2 separate regions of the Mus musculus genome follow, and region 1 is linked to region 2. Evidence: chromatin contacts called from public Hi-C data. All regions are on one chromosome and are shown on one strand. Each heading gives the region's core, a stretch centred on a gene start, on an enhancer-like site or on the middle of the called end of the contact. The rest is flanking DNA. Distances are from core to core; before and after follow the strand shown. Region 1 has its middle 20 kb from the start of Gm38413. Region 2 holds the start of A930011G23Rik (RIKEN cDNA A930011G23 gene).

Region 1 (6,304 bases), core at 1,528-4,027, 44 kb after region 2:
GATGGGTGGAGGACACCAAGAGAACATGGCCCTCTGAATCACCATGAGCAAAGTTCATATGACCTCACAGATATTCAAGCAGCAAGCACAGGGCCTCTGAGGCTCTGCGTCAGGTCTTCTGCATACATAAAATAAGAGTGTTGCAGGGAGCACCCCAAAAACACATCAGTAGGCTCTTGCTGATGAAGAGTGTGCACCAGAGACCACACCTCAGTCAAAATGGTTCTTGCATCCCTTACATCCTTGTGAATGCAGTAGAACTTACAGAAGCCTATATGCTTTAAGGGAGAAAATGTGATACATTTACACAATGGAGTACTAGTCAGCTATTAAAAACAATGAATTTATGAAATTCCTAGGCAAATGGATGGATCTGGAGGGTATCTTCCAGAGTGAGGTAACCCAATCACAAAAGAACTCATATGATATGCACTCACTGATAAGTAGATATTAGCCCAGAAACTTAGAATACCCAAGATACAATTTGCAAAACACATAAAACTCAAGAAGAAGGAAGACCAAAGTGTGGATACTTCACCCCTTCTTAGAATTGGGAACAAAATACCCATAGAAGGAGTTACAGAGACAAAGTTTGGAGCTGAGACGAAAGGATGGACCATCTAGAGACTGCCCCACCTGGGGATCCATCCCATAATCAGCTACCAAATGCAGACACTATTGCATACGCCAGCTAGATTTTGCTGAAAGGACCCTGATATAGCTGTCTCTTGTGAGGCTATGCCAGTGCCTGGCAAATACAGAAGTGGATGCTCACAGTCACCTATTGGATGGAACACAGGACCCCCAATGGAGGAGCTAGGGAAAGTACCCAAGGAGCTGAAGGGGTCTGCAACCCTATAGGTGGAACAACAATATGAACTAACCAGTACCCCCCCCCCAGAGTTCATATCTCTAGCTGCATATGTAGCAGAAGATGGCCTAGCTGGCCATCATTGGGATGAGAGACCCCTTGGTATTGCAAACTTTATATGCCTCATTACAGGGGAATGCCAGGGCCAAGAAGCAGGAGTGGGTAGGTAGGGGAGCAGAGTTGGGGGAGGGTATAGGGGACTTTCGGGATAGCATTTGAAATGTAAATAAAGAAAATACCTAATAAAAAATTGGAAAAAGAAAAAAAAAAGAGTGAGGCTTCATATCAATATGCCCTTCCCCTCCATTAACAGAACCACGAGCAGAACAAGCTGGGACACAGAGAGGAGACAGGCAAACTCACAGCACAGCACAGAGGCCACACTCCCCTGCTGTCAGTAGTTCTTGTACATGTCACTGACATTTTTCCTAATTTATTTATTCACGTATGTATTTGACAATAAAAACTATGCATTTGTCATGTAAAACATGTGTGTGTGTGTGTGTGTGTGTGTGTGTGTGTGTGTGTGTGTGTATCCATTACAATATGTGTGAATCTAGAAAGTTGCCATATGTAATTATCATTTTTTTCAGGTCTTGGATATTATATAAAGTGGCCATCGGTGATCACAAAGCTTACACATTCTAGAAGCCAGCGCGTAAAGGGAGGCACAGGATTATCAGCCCCTTACTTCTACTCTCAGTCAGCGCAAGATGTCCCCTCTTGGTGTGTGCTATTCTGTTTTCTACTGAGAGGCCAGATCTTTTAAGTTCAGACTCCGTTTTAGAGAACCCGACCTAAGTTTAAACTCAGATAAACTAACAGGCTGGTACCTAGCATTAGTTTCCAACTTGCCCCTCCCCCCACCCCCACCCCCACCCCCACCTCCCACAAAAGCCAGCAAGACCAGCATTTCCAGGATACACTCTCAACAAAACCAGTCTCCAGGTTATTCCCCCCCAACAAATCTGCACCCCCCAGGTTACAAGCCCACCCCCTGCCTAATGACCACCAATGCAGAGAGGAGCAGAAGTTAAGTTTATGATATGACTCCCAACACCAGCCAATTATGTTAAAGGCCACAGGAGTTTTCCAATTAGATGCTTGCACACGTACTTCCTGCTTGCTGCTTACAATAAAACATTGCCCTGATAGACATTTGGGGCTACACACACACACACCCCAAAACCGTCCTGCATGATGGCAGTTTATTGGGGGGGGGGGTGCTAACTCGAATAGAATAAAGACCCTGCTGTGAGTTGCATCAAATGTGCTCCTATCTGGTTTTGGGGGACCACTAACATTTCCCTGGCACATTGTATTGCATGGTTTACCTCAAGTGGCCAAGTCTTCTGCATGGTAGTTTTCATGTGGTAGCTCGCTCGCCTGTGGTGATCTGACGATAAATACTTACCCTGGAGAGCTTTTCTATCTCATTTTCAAAAGGTATCTTCTGGGATTCTGAAAATTATTTCCACTTAAACCATTTTTAACTTTTATAAAACCACCATTTCAAGCAACAGAAGGGGTTCTGGCTGATGCTTTACCTCAAATACCTCCAAGAATTATTTTTAGCATAACATATTTACTATTCAGACAGTATGTCCATTTTCCAAGAGAGGATCCAGCTAATTGCATTTCTAAACTCTACGCTGAACAACGAGGAGAAAGACATTACAATTCGCCGGGCAATAACACTGACAACTGCTGGGGTCCCTACGATATTAATGCCGAAGATGAAGCAGCCAATCATACAGACCCAGCCGAGGACCGCTTTGCATAATGAAATGACATGGCTGCGTTAGAGAGAAATAAGCAACCCTGACCCAGATTTGTACAGTAGGGTAGCTGCCCTAGATGTCTGTCAAGATTGTGCATCAGAGTGTATTCTTCATCAGTGAGCAATCAAAACAAATATCTCACTTCGCTTCATAAAGCCATGCGGCGTGATTGCATCTGACACATCTAGGGGGAGAAAACCCCTTCCAGTTCACTTCTTCCTGTTTCTAAATGGGGGCTGGGTTGCCTGGAGCCAGACTCTCCACCCTGCCTGTCACATAGTAGACTGAGCATTTCAGAGGATCTCGTGAAGCCCTGATTTCTTACTAGGAGTAAGGATTACAGTAACAGTGGCCCTTTGCCTAAATCGGACTTTCAAAGTCACTGAGGATCTCCCGAATCAGACATGGTGGAAAATCAAGGTGAGATTCTTTTTGAAAGAAACAAAGGAATCGGTGCTGTTATTTCAACCATTCTGGCAGTGTCGGGGAAAACACTTCAGTTACCTCAGTTTGGAAATGGTTGACTAATCTTTCACCTATTGACTACTGCAGTAAGTAGGTTGGATGGTGTGAACCTGAGCAGGGGACTCTCACAGACTACAGACTTATCTGGGTCTCCATTTTCTCAAACACAAACAAACAAACAAAAATGCTGATAATACCCAAGATTACTTCACAGAGTTGATAAAGGGATTAACTACAAGCAAAGCTTTGTAGGAATGATTTGAACACGCTAACCATTCAACAAAGGGCACTATTAATAACTAAATAATCCAATTACGTCTGCTTAGGTCTAATAACCGACTAGATGCATATCCCTGACAAAGTCGTGTTCAGAGTAAGATGGTAAGTAAGCAAATTTTTACAACTAGTTTCTTAGGAGTGGGTTTGGTCGGGGAAAGAGAAGAGAAAATAAAAAGCTTTCTTTCTCTATTTTTGTGTTAAATGATTCGTTGTAATCAGCACAGATTCCTTATGTAATTTGATAAGTCCAGCAGATAAGAAAACGGTGCAGTGGGGTCTAAACCTGTGGCTGCCGAAAGCCGCAGCTACCTAGCTTTGGACCTGGCTATAGAAACCAGAACAGGAATTGGGAAGGAAAAAAGGCTCTTACCAGGCCAGGCCTGCCACGGAACCTCCTTCCTACCTGCTCTGTGCCTCAGGCCTGCCAGCTCCTAGAGAACACGGACTGTGTGACTAGCTGTGTGGCTAACTTCCACTGTGTTGGTGACCACAGACAATTCATTAGTGGTTGATTCTGTCGCCAAGGGCGTGTGATCCCGTACATCGGTGAGGATTCTGAGATTATATGGCAGAGGCTTAAGCGATGGAGGTGTCCTTCCCCCTGACCCCTTCAAGCTACATCTAGTACAGATCAGCACAGCTCCGTGGGACCTATGAAAGACCCAGGTGGAAGGGCCCCAGTCCCCATCTAGAATGGAGCTGAACTCATGGCAGAGAGAGAGTAGATGTGAGCAGAAGAGAGGAGCCCCATCCAGACAACCCTTTGAGTGTGAGCGTGTCCGAGCTCAGTGGTACTGTGCCGCCTTACAGCATGGGATGTTCCAGTGGAAGTGGAAAGCAAGCCAGGCAGCCATGCTGTGCTCCCCCGGCCCCCAGCACTCTTCACACAGCTTCTGCCTTTGCTTCTTCAGCGTTGGTCCATAACCCACGACTGACTCCCTTTGGCTAGATGCATTTCAGAATTCTTGTATCCAGACAGGAAAACCTAGATGTGGGAGCAAGGGAGCCACAAGCCTGTGGTTTGTTCATGGGGACCATGGGCAGCGCACCAGAGACGAAGACCTCTTAGAATGAATGGTGTTCGCGTATTCCCCCATTTCTAAGCAACGTGTAGATTTCTTGGGATGAATCCAATGTCTCTTTTCAATATGTCCTGTAAGTACATCACAGACAGTAAATCCTCTGTTAGAGTGGAGGATACACTTTCAGAGTAACTGCTTTATCAGCAGTTACTAGCTAAGGATGGGGGAGGGACAGTGGACATGCTGCTGCTCTCGTTTACAGAGAGAGGGACTGGATGAGAGCGTGGAAATGTACTTAGATAATTCTTAGAACGGCACCGTGTGGGTTGGAAATGCGTGAAGAGGGATCATGGGATGAATGTTCATTTGGTGCACTGAGGTTTGCGAGGTCAGCTGCGCATGCGTTTGGCACTGCCGTTTTCCTGCAGTCTTGCCTGCTCTGCTGCACTGGCAGACGGACTGGCTAGCTCAAAGCCAGGAGCCCTACAGAGCAGCAGCTGAGCCTGGCGGGAGCTCAGACATAGTCCACGGCCTTCAGAACAGCCAACTTCCCTGTGTAGTTTTGTTCAAGGTCAATATCACACTCTAAAAACCCTCCCATTTAAGAGTCAAGACGACAATTCCCTGTGACGAGACGCTCTGCCGCTTCAGTACTGCTTCATCTCCTTCCCAGGTAACGCGTTCCCATAGACCGAGGAGCCCTGACCCACCCAGCGTCAGCCTCCTTGACTCTCACCGTCTTTGTAACATGAACCGGACCAAGTTACCTATTTCTGATAGCAAACCACACCTTCCACTCATCGTCACATTTTGCCTTGAAGGATGCGTGTCCCTTCAGTCCACTCTGATACTAGCCAGTGCTCATAATGCCTGCTCAGAAGGATCGAGGTGAGCTGTATCTCAGAAAGTGTGCGCTGCTGGCTTTCAAACAATCTGCAGAGCCCAAGGGCCCGCTCTCTGGTATTCCCATCTTGGAGGCAAGATGTAGAGTACAGGAATCTGCAACAAAAAACACACCTAGGATTATTGCACCTTGGGTTCAAGCCCTACCATGAAAATTGGTGGTTAGTCTGGGGTGGCATCTGGTGTCTGACGTTTATCAAGCACAGAAAATGAAAAATCAACATAGGTTCAAAACCATGGAATTACCAATGAGAGCTTGTTCTAGCCCCCATTTGGACTGCCTATGTTGTAAATGCCCTTTATTTATATGTTATATATTATATACCATATGTTATGTACAACATATTATGAGTTCACTTTGAACGTCTCAGATCAGTCTCAAGAAGCTCTAAATATTTTATGCAAGTTAAGATTCATAAATGGGGACTGGAGAGATGGCTCAGCGGTTAAGAGCACTGGCTGCTCTTCCAGAGGTCCTGAGTTCAACTCCCAGAATCCACATGGTGGCTCACAACCGTCTGTAATGGGATCTGATGCCCTCTTCTGGTGTGTCTGAAGACAGCTACAGTGTACTCACATACATCAAATAAATAAACAAATCTTTAAAAAAAAAAAAAAGATTCACAATGACAGAATTGAACTCTATACCTTCCACATGACTGACAAGGACTAGCCTGAGCCAGGCCTAACCCTGACTGTTTTCCCCCTGTGGGTTTACATCCTATCTTCTTGATCTTCCACTCTATTTGAGCAGCACGCATGTTCTAGATTTATGCACGGAGGAAATCTGCCTTGAATAAAGCAAGGCTTGATTTACAGTTGGCTTTAAAGTTGGTGACGGCAAACTTAATGCATGAGCATTCCCCTGCCTTCAGTTCCCCTTCTGGGCCCACGTGTATTTTTGCACACCTATGGGTGTTTTCTACTCTTCCCACTCTGTGCCACCACTAATGTGAGGTTATTTGAAACATAAAATGAAATCC
Region 2 (6,862 bases), core at 1,185-3,684:
ATTTTACCAGGACCACAAAAGGTACCAAAAATGGCCATTCATAATTTTCTAGAAATTAATATTCAGAGGGGGTTATTTCTCTTCCATATCTCTCTCCATCCCAGATGCAGTAAGCTGAGCCACTCCCTTCCATTTAGGAGCAATAGTAAATAGCTAAAAGGTATCCACTAAGTATATTTCTGCATCATTTCATCTCCTTGGGCACCTCTTCAGTGGTGCTGATGAAATGTAATGCCTGATACACATTTTAGGTTGAATCGGCCAACAACTATAACTCAACCATCTATAGAGAGACAGTGAGAGGAGATGCTAACCTTAGCTCTACCTCTAGATAGGTAGGAAGTAGCACATAGCAAGATATAAAGAGTTACCAAGGTCTAAGGGACTTCCCCTGGAATTTCTCAAAGCCAAGGGAACCACCCTTGTTTTAAAATAACAACCATCTAAATGTGTGTGACTAGTTGGTTTTTTTTTTGTTTTTTTTTTTTTGGGGGGGGGGGTCAGCTCCTCTCTAGAATAAGTGGGAAGCCATCGACCTGAAACATCAAAGCGGGGCACCTGTTGACCAGAGGACTTCATAGGCAGGAGGTGTACCCAAAGGGCAATGCATACACCAGCATCTCTTGATGGAGGCTTTGGGAATCTTATAACAAAATCCCCAGCCCCGAGGAAGAGGAAAAGTGAGCGAGCACAGTTGATAAGGGGCACCACTTGTCTCCAGCTCAGCCTCCTACCATGTGGCTGCCTAACGTGCCCTCTAAAAGACTGCGAGGGAGGGAGATGGCTAAGGCCGTGGCTGCAAACCTGGAAAACCTTGCCTGTCTGGGCTCTTCAGCCTTTAGGTCTCAGCTTTCACCAGAGCAGGCATTTCCATCTGTCTTTGCCCGCTCTACACTCCTATCCCCAAACTCCTGCTTACCACTCACCACTGGAATCTCCCTGCTTACAAATAAGTAAATACTTGCTGTCCCATAGCAGATTATGGCCTGGACCACTTGAGCTGTAAAATCACAGGAAATAGTTCCACGTGACTTCGGATAAAACAAAAACAAAAAAACAAAAACAAAAAAAAACCTAGGATAGCAATGGTGAAGGGCGTCCAAGAGGCAGCTGAGGAAGGCTCTAAGAGTTTAGGTCCTAAACAATTCCTTGCTGAAGGAACCCACTGCATGACTGAGAGAAGAAACCCATGTCTATATCTCTGCCAGCCTGGAAACTGCCGACTGAAGGCCAAGGCAGCTCAGGGAAACCTCAGACTGCCAGGATGGTTATGAGACAGTGGTGGTGGCAAGGCTAGTTGACATGGCCAGAGTCAGCCCTCTGGTCCTGACCTGCTTGTCAGGTAGTCTGTAGGAGAGGGCGGGGGATTGAGGGGGGCGAGGTAAGAGACAGTGGGTACTCTGTTCTGACTGTAGAGTGTGAAGGGTCATACAACCCAGAACTGTCCGTACTGAGTGGCCCATATGGGTCTCATATTAAACGCTGATGCTGCCATTTCCCCAGAGGATCAGCCAGCCAGTCAGCCAGCTGCTAGCAAAGCCGCTTGCAGCAGGGTCGCTGCTACCTCGGGGAGGTGTGAGCAATTAGGTGTGCCTGCCTTCAGAAGGCGCGATGTGGTTAGTCTCACCTCACACCCCTCCCCTTCCCCGGCGTACCTCCCACCAGAAGAAACGAGTTAACTTATACGGAGTTTATCGCCTCGCTGGAGGTTGGGGGAAGGGAGTGGTTAGAGCAAGCACGACAGTGGGAACCTTGTTGACTGACAGATTGTTTCTGCTAATCATTTAGGCTAGCCATGGTAGACAGCGGAAGGATGAGCAGGCAACAGCTCATCTTCAAATGTGCCTGGCTTGTTAGGCAAGGGATAACTCGCAAAACTCGCGATTCACAAACATGTTCACCTATCAACTAGGAAAGAGAAAAAAAAAAAACAAAACACGCAACGCGGTCTGGGGAGACCAGAATTCAAGCCCGGCGGCTTCCATCTCCCCTTCCCCGGCCCCGCCCCAGAAGTCCTCCAGGTGAGGCGCACTTGCCAAGTGGTGGGGACCCTAGGGGCGGGTCAGGACTGTTAGCTGTCGCCCACAGCCACCTCTGCAGGACACACCCTCTACCTACCTCCAGCACGGGAGAGGCGCCCTTGCTCGGCAGCGTGCAGCCCAGGAGCGCCGCGAGAAACTTTGCCATATACGAGCAGGGAGGCAGGGTCCCCCTCGCGCTCGCCGCCTCTGTCCTCGACCCGTGCCAGAGCTGGGGTGGGCAGGGCGGACCCAAGCTCGTGGACCCGGGTGGGGGCGGGGATCCGCCCGCCAAGGTCGTCCCGTCGGGGGTCTCTGGGCCTGCAGGGAGCTCGTCGCTGCCACTCGGGAGGTGCCCGGGTGAGAGGAGCAGACAGCCGCGGGCGCCCCTGCCTCCGCGCTGCGGGAGCCCGGGCTGCGTTAGCCTCACCAGCTGAATGTCACTAGCGCCGTAGTAAAGGGAAGGGCCCCGCCGAGGGGGTGTCGGGAGGGCCAACGGCGCACGACCTGCGGCGGCGCTGGGGCAAGGGCGGCGGGGAGCTCAGAGCAGCGACAGCCCAGCCCGCCCAAGGGTAGAGTGCAGGCGACGCCTCAAGTGAGAGCCTAAGCCGGCGACCGGGGGGGGGGGTGGGGGGGGGTGGGGGGGAGGCGGGGGGGGCACGCTGAGAGCTAGCGGCCAAGGCGGGAGGGGCTGTTCACCCAGGTGACCCACTTCCCTAGTTTCTGCCCGATTTGCGACAATGCAGGTGGGAGAGGAGGGAGCCCAGGTCCACAGACATTTGGCGAGTTACCACGACAGAACTCGAGCTACCCGCAAGGGCTCCCCAATGGCACGTGCCAGCCCCACCCTTCCAGTAGGAAAGGAGGTGGTTCCAAACCCAGGATTAAGAACCCTGCTCCTGCCACACGTGAGCCCCTGACACTGGGTGGGATCTGCACCAGTAAACACTAAAGAGGAGGAGAGGGCGATCGCTCTCTCCTTGGCCTGCCTCCCAGCCAGGACGGCCCAGGATGGGCAAGGCTGGAACCTGAACACTGCGACACACACGCAGATGCGGCCTGTTGTGCGGTCCAAGAACTGGACCTGGCAGAATTCTCTTTGACTCAAGACACGGGGCCAGCATTGCACTCGGTCTAGTTTTACTGCTCACAGCTGTGGCTCTCACTTAGTGTACTATGGGTGGTCTCTGAAGCTTGTTTAAAATGAGAAGTCCTGAGCTGCAATAAGTGCGGGGATACTTCAGCATCTGCTCCATCATTAGTTACTCCCAGACTCCTCTGCACGTGGTGTCAGGCTGTGGTTTGGAAAAGAAAAAAAAAAAAAAAAAAAAAAAAAAAAAAAAAAAAACACTGCCCAACTGTGCCAATGTCAGAGGTTCAGAAAGGACAACAGGGGCCCTTGAGTAAAAAAGTTAAGTCCCCTGATTTTATATAAAAGTACTAGACCAGGAAAGTCTTTGGTTCTCAAGCTCTTTTCGGGACCCTGGGGCAACAGTGACCAGACTGTAGATGCTTACTGGCTGGGGTGACTAGAAAATGGACATTTGGGTGCAAAGTGGTGAATATGTGAGGCTAGACTTTTCTGTCAATCCACAACTCTCACTGGCATAACAGAAGTACAAGGATGAATCTTTTAAAATACTGGAATTGGCTTGTTGATCCACCAGCACTTTCAACTATTGAAACCTCTCCAGATTCTCTCCCTCCTGGGAGCTCAGAGAATTTTGAAGACCCATGGTTGAAACTATATTCCGAACTTAAAGAAGCTAATGCCCTTGATTTTCTTAATGAATTAGGTGATTCAGTGCACAAAGCTTTCTACAAGATGGGGAAAAATCGGAAAATGATTTTACTGGCTGGCTGCTCTTAGTATCTGTGGAAAAAATGATGAATGAAAGGAAGGAGTTGTGTGATAAAATCGAAAGTCTCCAGACACAAGCAAACGATCTAAAAGTTGCTAAGTGTGTCCTTGAGGAGAATCTTCTCTCTTGTAGCAATAGAGCTCAAGTTGCAGAAAATCAAACAGAAACTCTCATTGTAAGGTTGGCTGAACTACAGCGAAAATTCAAGTCTCAGCCTCAGAGTGTGTCGACAGTTAAAGTAAGGGCTCTAATTGGCAAAGAATGGGATCCTACAACAGTCTCAGGGAGAAAGAGGAGAGAGATATTCTAACACACCCACCACGGTTGCTCAAACGTCTTAGTCCCAATGAAAAGCTGACCAAGAACAGAGTTTATTTAAACATGGGTTTATAGTTTTCCTATAAATAAATATTTTTAAAAGCCATGACATATTCCGGCTGCCTGTGCTTCTTCTTGTCACCTTCTCCATCTTCCAACAGCAATGGGGTTTCTGTCCTTCAAAGATTCAAAGCTCTCTGGCTTCTGGCTGCTTGGGCCAAGAGTCAGAGAAAAAACATTTGCATTGAAAGGGCTTGTACCTTAATCCTAATGCCTTTTTATCTTAAAGTTAACTGCTTAGACAAGTTCATAACAGTGAGTGCAATGTCAACCACAGAAGAAACACCAGCAGTGAAGATCCCAGGTGTGTAGACTGCTCTTACCACAGCCTATTTTGGCTACAATACAGGCATGTAGTTAACATTGCTTTACTTTGTCGTGCCTATGGAAAGAACTTAACAAAGGGTAGGTTTGGGGCTCTTTTTACCCTGCACATGGTCACTTCAACATGGCTAGACCCTATTTTAAAAGTGAGCACCAGAGATTGAAAAAGATGTCCAGACCATGTAGCAGGTTAGTGTCAAAGTCAGCAATGCATCTAGGACAGCTGGAATGATGGGACATTGAGCATTACTCCCTACTACACCGTTGGAAGGTGGGCACCAGGACAGGTGACAGATAGCAATCATTTGGGGGATGGAGACCAGGAGTGGTAACAAGAGGACAGACAGTATACCACAGTAGCTTGCCATACATTACTAGTTGATAGATGGGACAGGGTACTAAGTCCTAACTGAAATAAGAAACCAACCTTGGTGACTTCTCCTGAACAGGCATTTTCTTGTGATCTCACCTGTATGTTCCCTTGTGATCTAGACTCCATCCTCCCAGATCCTCTCCTTCCCAGATCCTCTCCTCTTCGATGTCTTGCATCAGGCAGAAGCAGGAAGAAATAATCACGTCTGAAAGGTGGCTGTGCACTAGCCCATCCTGGACAGCATGAACAACATGCAAGGCCAAGCCCTGGCTAGAATCACTGCCACAGCTGTTTCTTACTGTCACTAGTAACGCAAGGACAGAGACTCAGGACAAAAAAAAGGGGGGGGGGGGAGATGTAGGAAGGGAGAGGTAGAAGGGAGAGGTAGAGAAGGAAGGGGGGAAGGAAGAGATGGAGGGAGGGGAGAAGGGGAGGAAAGAAGGGAAAGAGGAAGAGATGGAGGAAGTGGAGAGGGGGAGTTAAGGAGGGAGGGAAGGAGGGAAAAGAGTAAGGAAAGGAAAGAAGAGAAAGATAGGGAGGAATGGAAAGGGGAGAGGGAAGAGGGAATGAGGGAGGGAAAGGGGGAAGGAAGGGGAGGGAAATAATACCACCTCTACCTCCTCTGCCTCCTCTCCTTTAAAGACTGCACGAGCATTTGATAGAGAGCAGATTCATATTTTAAGCCAGTGTTTCACTTGTTAGCATTGACCCTAAGGGAGTAATCAGAGAATTATTCTAAGACAGTGCATTTTAAATTGTTCCCCACATTTAGGGTCAAGCGAGACTTTTCTGCTACTCTAGTGAGCACCAGGGTAAGTGGGGGAGCCTAGAGTTGGGTATGAACGCTCATGTTAACAGTGGGGCTTCTCCAACAAGTAGCTACCAGTCTCCAAAGCCCCACTTCCTCACCTCAATGGAGAGGCTAGCAATACATACTGTGTAAGAATTCCATCAGTGAATGCTATAAAGTTACACTGATTTATTATAGTGATTATTGTATTCAGATGACTTTCATAGCTATATTCACCAAGAACATGGATTGAGTGATAGGAATACATGTTATCCACTGGAAGGATTATGATTAATCATATATGCTTACCTTCTGGCTCTAATCTAGGCACAGTATTACAATACTCCATAAGCGCTGATTACTAAATGGGCCAGTGGACAACTGGACAAAGTCCCTCGCCACAGCATTACAAAACCAAATCGTGCAAGCCATCTGAAATCCAACCATGAGCGATTGGTCAATGCATTATGGTTCAGAGGCTTAGAAGCAACTGTGCTTGAAAATCATATTTAATGATCTAGAAAATGTCTTCAGATGATGTCAGAGAGTGAAAGTAAGCCATGTGTCAGTGTGTCCTGAATCCATAGCAAGCTTGCAAGTCCATGTGGCAAAATGGAGAAAGCACAGTAAATGGCATCAGAATGTCCTGGGGGCTGGGGATCACTTTCGCTTTCTTTTTCACGTGTTTCTGAGTTTTTAGGTTGTGGGTTTTTTTGGTTTTGGTTTTGGTTTTGGTTTTTTTTTGTTTGTTTTTGTTTTGGTTTGGTTTGGTTTTTTGATCCCTGCAGTGTACCCAAAAGCTCCCTTCTGGTCCTATTCAATAAGAACTCAGGCATTTGAAAAGCGATCTCATGTTAATCCTGATTTAAGATGTCATCATCTTTCTGAAACACTTGGAATGAGCCAACTAACCCAACGAAAGCTGCCCCATCAAAAGCATCAAAAGCATCATCAAAGCACATGCATGGCTGGGAAGAGGTGCTAACGACGGCACCGAAACCGTGATACAGAGCTCACCTTCACCATAAGAGCAACAGTCCAACTATTGTCAGTGCCCCCTCACCCCACCCTGGGATTTCAGAGTCTCCAGTGTCAAAGAGAACTATCACCCAGGCCA

Evidence for each region. A called contact is a pair of places that touch in the nucleus more often than the background predicts.
Region 1: a contact with region 2 is called in a Hi-C map of rod photoreceptor, with 2.4 times the contacts expected there. The contact joins the enhancer-like site here to the promoter of A930011G23Rik in region 2. A contact is called at or near these places in 2 of 484 Hi-C or Micro-C datasets (nephron progenitors and rod photoreceptor), 1 of 115 datasets of contacts at active chromatin or transcription factors (neural tube) and 2 of 9 other capture datasets (liver and pancreatic islet).

The regions. Positions count from the first base shown.
Region 1 is chr5:99,770,679-99,776,982 of GRCm38.p6, forward strand. No RefSeq gene overlaps it. Among named protein-coding and RNA genes, the nearest start is that of Gm38413, 20 kb to the left of the region's middle. Within about 2 kb of position 2,778, at least 7 of the 459 cell types and tissues checked have an H3K27ac peak or open chromatin away from gene starts, as enhancers often do. A contact at or near this core is called in rod photoreceptor, where this site is marked.
Region 2 is chr5:99,726,626-99,733,487 of GRCm38.p6, forward strand. It overlaps A930011G23Rik (RIKEN cDNA A930011G23 gene), which reads right to left and starts at 2,435. Exons shown (of 4, transcript NR_030692.1): 1 at 2,119-2,435. Gm38413 (predicted gene, 38413) reads right to left here. Exons shown (of 12, transcript NR_131054.1): 10 at 5,573-5,665; 11 at 5,052-5,124; 12 at 4,229-4,406.